2 separate regions of the Zea mays genome follow, and region 2 is linked to region 1. Evidence: chromatin contacts called from public Hi-C data. All regions are on one chromosome and are shown on one strand. Each heading gives the region's core, a stretch centred on a gene start, on an enhancer-like site or on the middle of the called end of the contact. The rest is flanking DNA. Distances are from core to core; before and after follow the strand shown. Region 1 has its middle 27 kb from the start of LOC103644834. Region 2 holds the start of LOC103637733 (probable inactive poly [ADP-ribose] polymerase SRO1).

What was found. A called contact is a pair of places that touch in the nucleus more often than the background predicts.
Region 2: a Hi-C map of leaf shows a contact between it and region 1, with 3 times the contacts expected there. The contact joins the promoter of LOC103637733 here to the enhancer-like site in region 1. A contact is called at or near these places in 3 of 25 Hi-C or Micro-C datasets (bundle sheath, ear and leaf).

Annotation. Positions count from the first base shown.
Region 1 is chr1:105,052,288-105,056,215 of Zm-B73-REFERENCE-NAM-5.0, forward strand. No RefSeq gene overlaps it. Among protein-coding and RNA genes, the nearest start is that of LOC103644834, 27 kb to the left of the region's middle. Within about 2 kb of position 2,439, at least 20 of the 20 cell types and tissues checked have an H3K27ac peak or open chromatin away from gene starts, as enhancers often do. A contact at or near this core is called in bundle sheath, ear and leaf, where this site is marked.
Region 2 is chr1:105,462,248-105,466,052 of Zm-B73-REFERENCE-NAM-5.0, forward strand. It overlaps LOC103637733 (probable inactive poly [ADP-ribose] polymerase SRO1), which reads right to left and starts at 1,983. Exons shown (of 7, transcript NM_001428418.1): 1 at 1,759-1,983; 2 at 1-824. The coding sequence starts at 650.

The DNA of each region.
Region 1 (3,928 bases), core at 1,189-3,688:
TTTTTTGTAAGAACTTTAACTGCGGTGTTGAGGAGTGAGATGGGCCGGCGGAAAATCATAAACCTTCTGCGCAACATCTTTGTTTGGAATTAAACTGGTGAAGGAGCCATTGATACTTTGTAGACAGATCTGCCCAACTAACATAGAAGTCCAAACAGAGACTTAGAACTCCTCACTGGTAAGTAGCTAAGGTTACGGGCTAAGGTTTCATAATAATGGCTAATAATAAAGTGGTAATACAAGTGGGGTTATGCGCCAAGAACCGACCCCCCCCGCTCCAGTGTATTTGCACGTACGAGTAGCCTCAACAGCAGAGCAGAGTCTACGACCACAGAGTGTGTTGCCTGGTGGTGGCTGTACGTCGAGTATCTTGACGTCGTCTCGGCCACATGAACCATCTGCGGGCAGGGCAGTGATGTTCGTTTCACGTGCGGCGGATGGAGATGGGTCGTAGGAAGTACGTACATACATACATGTGTGTGCGTACACAGGCAAAGGCGAGAGCATATAATCCCATGGAGATGGAGCACTGGACACATCGTTATTGCTCGCGCGCGTTCCCTTTTTGCCCCAACAGCCGGAAGAATATATAACCCATGTGTGTGTGTCCTGTGCTGCTGCCTGCTACTCCTATAATAATACTACTACATGGGATGGGAATCAAACAAAGAAAACCTGAAGCGGCGAGGGTGGCCGTGGTGGCTGGTGGGTGTTGTGGCTGGAGCGGAAGCGACGCCACGACCACGCACGCGCTTAGCTGGGGGGGGGGAGCGGGAGCTCGACTGGATCGGAGAGGGGGCACCTTTTGTTTTTTCTTTTCTTTTCTTCTGGGTCTGGGACATGGCCGCCCTGCGCAGCATGAGCATCTGCTAGTATATGTGGCGGACGAGGTTGACGTGTCTTTGCTCCTGCGTCACGGGCTGGATATTGGCCGCCCGTGGGTATCGTTATCTGCTAGTGGTAGTACGTCGCCGGGGACACTTGTTGCAATCATATTCATATTAGCACTAGGCATCTCTGGGAAACCACTTGCTAAGTTGCCATATACAAAAAAGAGAGAGAGAGAGAGAGTAGGAGCTCTGTATGCTCTTCCAACAGTAACAGCCTAACAGGTCACCGGAGTGTAGGCATGGGTATAGCCCTGAAGAGAGCCTGTGCAGACGCCAGATGCATGCCAGACGGCAGGCTGCTCCTGCTTCGCTTTACTACCACTCTCCTACTAGCAGGTAGCATTGGGATAGGGAATGGTTGCGCCGATCTAGCATCAGTTTCAATTGAATTCCCTCTGTCTCTACGAGGTGCTGCACTGGTGCATCATAAACACTCTAGACCGTCTGTAGTAAGTTATCCAAAAACATTATTTTACACTATAGATTTATAGTACTGTTCGCAAAATAAAATTTAAATATGAGTTTGTGGATGGCTGCTGTGCATAGCCTTACGGCCAAAACTGCTCGTGTTCGCCCACCTGTTGCTGTTGCGCTGCATGGGCATGGCATGGGGTTTGGCTGGGTCGCCTGGAAAGCCGTGTGCCGGAATGCCGGTGACACTGGCAGCTCAGGGAGAGAGAAAAAAAAGGCACGCGAGAGATTCCACCCACCCCTCTGCATTTATAAGATAAATACTAGTAGTACACAAGTGAGGAAACAAGAAGACCGAAGAAAGCAGGCTGGATGCTGTGATGTGCCTGCCTAGTGGTAGCGGGCGACGACGACCACAGTTTTGGCCGGCTGCGGTTTTGCATCTCCTGTGCGGTGCCCCGTGCGTGTTTGACTGTGTGTGTGTGAACTGCCAAGGACCCGCGCTTTCCTTCCCCCCGCTGTGGCTGTGGCGGGACGACGAGTGGCTGTGGAGGGCAGAAGCAACAGGAGATTCGCGCTCCGCGCCCCCATGTTGTACGTACGCGGGATCCATGACCATGAGAGACCATGACAAGTACAGCTCTCCCTTCCTAGTCCTGGTAACAATATTCTCTTCGTCGCCACACACACACTGACACAACAAGTGCCGACCGTTTCCGATTCGTCGAGGTCCGCCACTCGGTCTTTGGTGCAGATGCCAGGCACGTCGCTTTCGTTCTTGTTCCTTCCTGCCTGCAGGAACAACCTTGGATTGGAGCAGTGCTAAGCGGATACTACTAGTCCTAGTCCTGGAGGAGTTGCTATCCATCCGCCCGCGGATCCGGCGAGAGACTGGATAAATTAGTTGCCGGAGCGACTGCCGACTGCAGGCCTGGCCTGGCCAAGTGGAGCACGTGGCAGCGGCGGCGGTGGTGGTCCACCGTCCACCCACCCAACAGCCTTTTGCACTTTTGCTTGTTGCAACCCTACCCCCTACCAGGCTGCCGAAAGAAGGAAAGACGTGGGACACATGGACGACCACCCCACCTGGGCCCATGCGTCAGCTGTCCGCCTGTTCCCTGACCCTCTCTCCTTTCTCCATCCATCTGGCTGAGCGCCTGAGCAGAGCTGACTGCCCTGCTCTGCTCACCTGCACCTGCATGCTGTGTCCTCTCGACCAGCTTGACTACAGTACAGTACAGTAGTCTTTCAATGCCGATTCAGGAAAAACCAAACCGCTGCAGGCAGGCCAGGCCCCCCTGGCTGACGCGTGCTCCTCTCTGCTTGTGTGATGTGTCTCCACACTCTCCTGGCGATGCATCATCCATCGCTGAACGGGATGATGACAACGATATCCACCTCCTCCTCCTGCTGCTGCCGGTGCCGCCGTAGATCGCCCCATCTGGTCTGGCTTTGCGGTCGCGAGGGAGGGAGATACACGAAAGCGACGCTGAACCAGCAACAAAAATACGGATCCATAAAATAACGATGGCTGCTCCGTACCTACTGTACACCTGAAGTTTTATATTTACATAATCACTCTGGTATGCTATTAGTTGTCGTTTTGGACAAGATTTCAATTAAACTTTTAAAATTTTGACTACAATTAAGGCTTCGCGTGACTATCTAGCTTCGAGAACTAATTCTCCAATATATAGAGTGATTCCAAATAATTTTTCAAGTAGAAGTGAATCTATTTGACGAAATCGTTTAGCAAATTGTGCGTGAAGTGATTCTCGATGGGTTGAAGTGTGAGGAACAGGTTGAGAGCAGCGGGAAGCAGGTTTTTTTGTGTGGCTTCCACTCTCTGATACAAAATAGATATTAGATTCACTTGACTCTCACTATAGAGCAACTCAGTTTTTTAGGCATTTAGTTTCCTAGAAGTGATTCTCGCTTGGAGCAGAGCTAAGAGAGATCTATCAAACACCTATTATTTATATGCACCGATTTATTTTAAAAAGTATTTTTTTATAAAAGTATAAATGTATATTTTAATAAAAAAATCTTGTTTGAAGGTATATTTTGAAGACCGCGATGTTGACAACAGAGAAAGGCAGCAGGGTCAACCACTCGCACCCGTCCTCAACTCCATCGCTTTCCAGACCCAGCTGGTCGGTGTCCTCGGTGGAACCAATACCACCACCCCATACACAAGCATTGCATTGCATACTCCTACGTACGTTGCATTGCAATTGCATTCGTGTCTCTGCCGCCCACGTACGTCTGGGCTAGTCCACGCAAAGCCGCGGAAAGAGCAGCAGAGCAACGGGGTAACCTCGCAAGACCGCGGCGGGAGCAAAGCAAAGCAACCGACGGACGATCCAAACCAAAACCACGGAAGGCCGAAGGGAAGGTCTCGCCTCCCTCGGACAGCCAGCCGGGCAGGAGACGACTTGACTTGACGCCCACTCTCTGGTCTCTCGGTCTTTGCGAGGCAGCGACCAAGTCACGAGGAGGGGGGCGCATGGCATGACCGCGGGCTAGCGATGATACGGATGGATAACATGTTATTTGTTATTTTACTTTAGTTATTTTTAAGCATTCGTGATTATACCTCTCCCTTTCACCACTTGTTTTTTCCCAAT
Region 2 (3,805 bases), core at 733-3,232, 410 kb after region 1:
CTCTTAGGACTGGAAACATCTTCAGTACTTGAACCGAAGTTTGAACTTTCTGCGGAACTTTCTGATGTTCCAAGCTGGTCATTCATTTCTCGTGTCCCATTTGACTCAACACTAATGTAATCATGATATCCGTTGCCAAAATCTTTCTTCATAAATATTTTCTGATCTTGCACAAATGATTCTGGGAAGTAGCGGTTTCCATTTTCATCGATCCAAGCAATCGGCCTCTGAAGACCTGTCTTCGTGTCTATGAATGTCATATGGGCAAAATCCAGCAAAAATAGCTGGTTCTGATATCCTGTTTCTGTGATTGTTTTTTTCGCCCTGAAGTCAGCTTGTGCCAATTTGACAATCTTTTCTGGGAAGTCTTTCCAGACAGCACCTATGCGAAGCAAAATACGTTTAGGTGGTGCGCTACTCATGAAGTTCTTATAGCTCTGCAAAACCTGCTTGTTGAAGTGGCACACGATCTTTGCCTTGCGGTCTTTATCAACATGAAACCTAACAGCAGAATCATTGACAGGGTGCTGATGCAATTCAGAGTTGTGGAATATGTCAGCATCATATGCAGCGGGGTTCTCCCGCTTTCTCTTGAGACTATTCATGTTCCTTCCACATTTACCCAATACCTTTCCGTTCATCGCAGCCATTATTGCTAGCAGAAATGAACACGAACCAGAAACTAATTCTTCCAACCAAACTAAACCTGAACAAGTCTACTATTTACACTAATCTAGTGGAGAAGCTTCTGAAGACGTTCCACCTTGTAACCGACAGGCAAACGAAAAAGAGCCGGAGAAGAAACGCCAAAAGACAGTATGATCCTGCTAAGGGAAAATTGTCAGAAATCAGTAAGATAATTGTTGCTGCACTTTATATGCAGCAAAACAATATTGGATTACAGCAGGACACTCAAAAAAAAAAGGAATGACTATGGTATCAATTTTCCAGTGAGACCCTGGGAAAAATCCAAATCTTAATGCTGTCACTAGCTGTTATGTTAAGCATGGCCAAACAGATTATAGAAGTGCACACATCTTTTGTCATGTCGTGGTGCAAAAATGTTCTTTCCATGAAAAATAAGTCAACCTGTTGACTAGCAATGCCTAGGGAGTGCTGCAACCATATAGACAGATAGAGAGGCTTTTACTATTATGGTATTATTAGCCATGAAGGTCTGCTGCTGGTGAGGGAGCAAGATGCTTGTACTAACCTACAGATAACATGGTTATGAAATAATCTATGGTGATGGATTAAAGCACCAAATATTCTCTTTCATGCACAAATTAGCAGTTAACCAATGAATTTAACTGAACATGGAGCAAGAAAACTTGTATCTTAGACCATATCCATTGCAGAGCACATGGCAGGGCAGTAAATGACTAGTCAAGTAATAGAAGTAAACATCAGAATATGGTGCATAGGGTAAAATTCAGCGGAATTCTGACAAAATCCACTCAGTTTCCATGGATAATTTAACAAGTAATTAAACAGGACTGCAGTGCAGGAATGGAAATTTTTGAAAAGTCAACAATACATAGAAGAATCGATTTGGTGATCTCAAATCTGCTTTAGCCCCCAACAATTCACATCTTCATAGCACATATAATTGGCATCCAACAAATCGAACATGAAGGCTACAGATCAAAAAAAAAGCTTCCAGATCGAAAATACATACATATACAATATACAAGGGGATCCTCTTCGCCGAGGAACCAGTCAGTCAGACAAGCAGATCCGCCGATCGACGACGCTTACCTAGGGTTAGTAGTGGGGGCGTTAGCAGGGGCGACGGCGGACGAATAAATTGATTGCTTCATCTCTCCCTATCGGATCCCTTTTGCTCCCCCTAGGTCACCGCCCCTACCGACCCCACTTTATCCCCAGGCGATAGCCGGAGGTGGGGGTTCTCGCCGGAGCTTCTGCTGCTGCTTCCCTCGCCAGCGATATTGAACTGGGTCGAGGTGAGCGCAGCACGAATCGACGGCGGGGGGGGGGGGGGGGGGGGGCGAAGGTAGGAACTAGGAAGAAGGCAGGAGCTATGCGGTGGTGGAATTATTGAACACGGAGCAGAAGAGATGAGGGCGAGGTCCACGCACGCGGCACGCCTTTGCCGTGACCCCACCTGCGTTATTATTATTCCGGCCTATCCTATCCACCCACCGCCCTCCGTCCTCGATCGCTCTCCGACGCATGGGTCCGGACCCACCTGGGCACGGGTACGCAAGGCGCTAAACTTGGATGCCAAGTTGCCAGCCTCTTTCCTTGCGCCATAAGCAAAAAAAATGGCGAGCGGGCGACGTCGTGATGCCGACATGCGTGCTTGCATCGGACGGTTCACGCTTGAGGTCAACGGTACCTGTCCCACAGCAGCCGCATCACGGCCGTCCACACGTTGCAGGTTTTTGTTTTTCGTTAAATTATGGAGTAAATTCTAATGGTTTGCGTGCGTGTGTCGGGCAGAGGCGACGTGCTGATGCCGTATTCTGAATTCTTGCGCCCAACGTTCAGATTGGCCTTCGCAGCCCAACTGGATATCCATATCAATTTGCTGGCTAGTGTGTCAGTATGTATAGTTTTGGTGGATTGAACTTAATTGCACGTCGTGTTTCACGAATCTATGGAGAACTTTGGCCCACGCCATCGAGGATTTGTTGGCGCTGATCTAAATAATACTTGCGCTTTCTATGTGGTTTCCTACTCCATGGCTGCGCACTAGAGAAAACTAACATCATTTCCATCACCATCGTGTACACCTAATAAACTTTATTAAGTGCTAGATACAATACTTGTGTGAAAAATGATCATCTGAACAGACCTCAGACTCGGAGTCGATACGACTGACTGCAGACCTAATAAGATTTTTATGTAGCCAGAGCCAGAGCCAGGTATTGAATACTACTTTACCAAACAATCGTTGATTGCCAGAAGTCTTCGAGTCTTGATGAAACAAATGCAGATACGAAGATTGACCACTAGAGCTTAGTTTGGCAGCGAGAGGACAAAAAGCCCCGGGAAATAATCCAGCAAGAGGATTTTAAAAGTATTTTAAATGATACTTTAATTTTCATGGAGGATTTTTTTCACTCTGTTATATTTGGCAATCAAGGGGCCAAATACCCGTCTTGTGCAAAAAAAAAAAAATCAAAATCAGGAAAAAAAAATCAAACAGCAACTACTCATCCATCATCACATCACACGTACGGATAGTTGTGTGAACATTAGAAAAATGTTTAAAAATAGCACACAAAGTTTAATTTGAATAAAATCAAATATTCAACAAACTTAATCCATCACCAAATCACATAAAATCATCTCCATTTACACGTATAGATAATATAACATAAAAATGAAGTACAAGCTTCTTTATTAGGAACTTTGCCACTAAAATAAATTATGAGTTTAACCCCTTTTCCACAAGCTTCATGTAGATTGCCATTGCATTTTCCTTCTCCATGTTAGCTTTACTTATCACTACTAAAGTAACATCAACTGATACACAGTTTAGTTTACATGGTTACACAAAGAACATGAACATGGTTCCATGCACATAGCCAAAGCAATAGCTAGTGATCTGAATAACAGTTTAGAGCACTGAATAACAGATGAGGGGATCCACAACACGGTATAAAAAAAATAAGACACACTCTCTGTTATTCAGTGCAATAACTAGGTTTTTAGTACATGTCGCTGCACAAAGTACATGACTGACAAATAATTGCAGGTTTTGATACTTTCTTTCCATCAAAACAGATTTCGTTCCTAGAATTCCAAATGGACCAGCATCTGTAAATGCTACCATTTC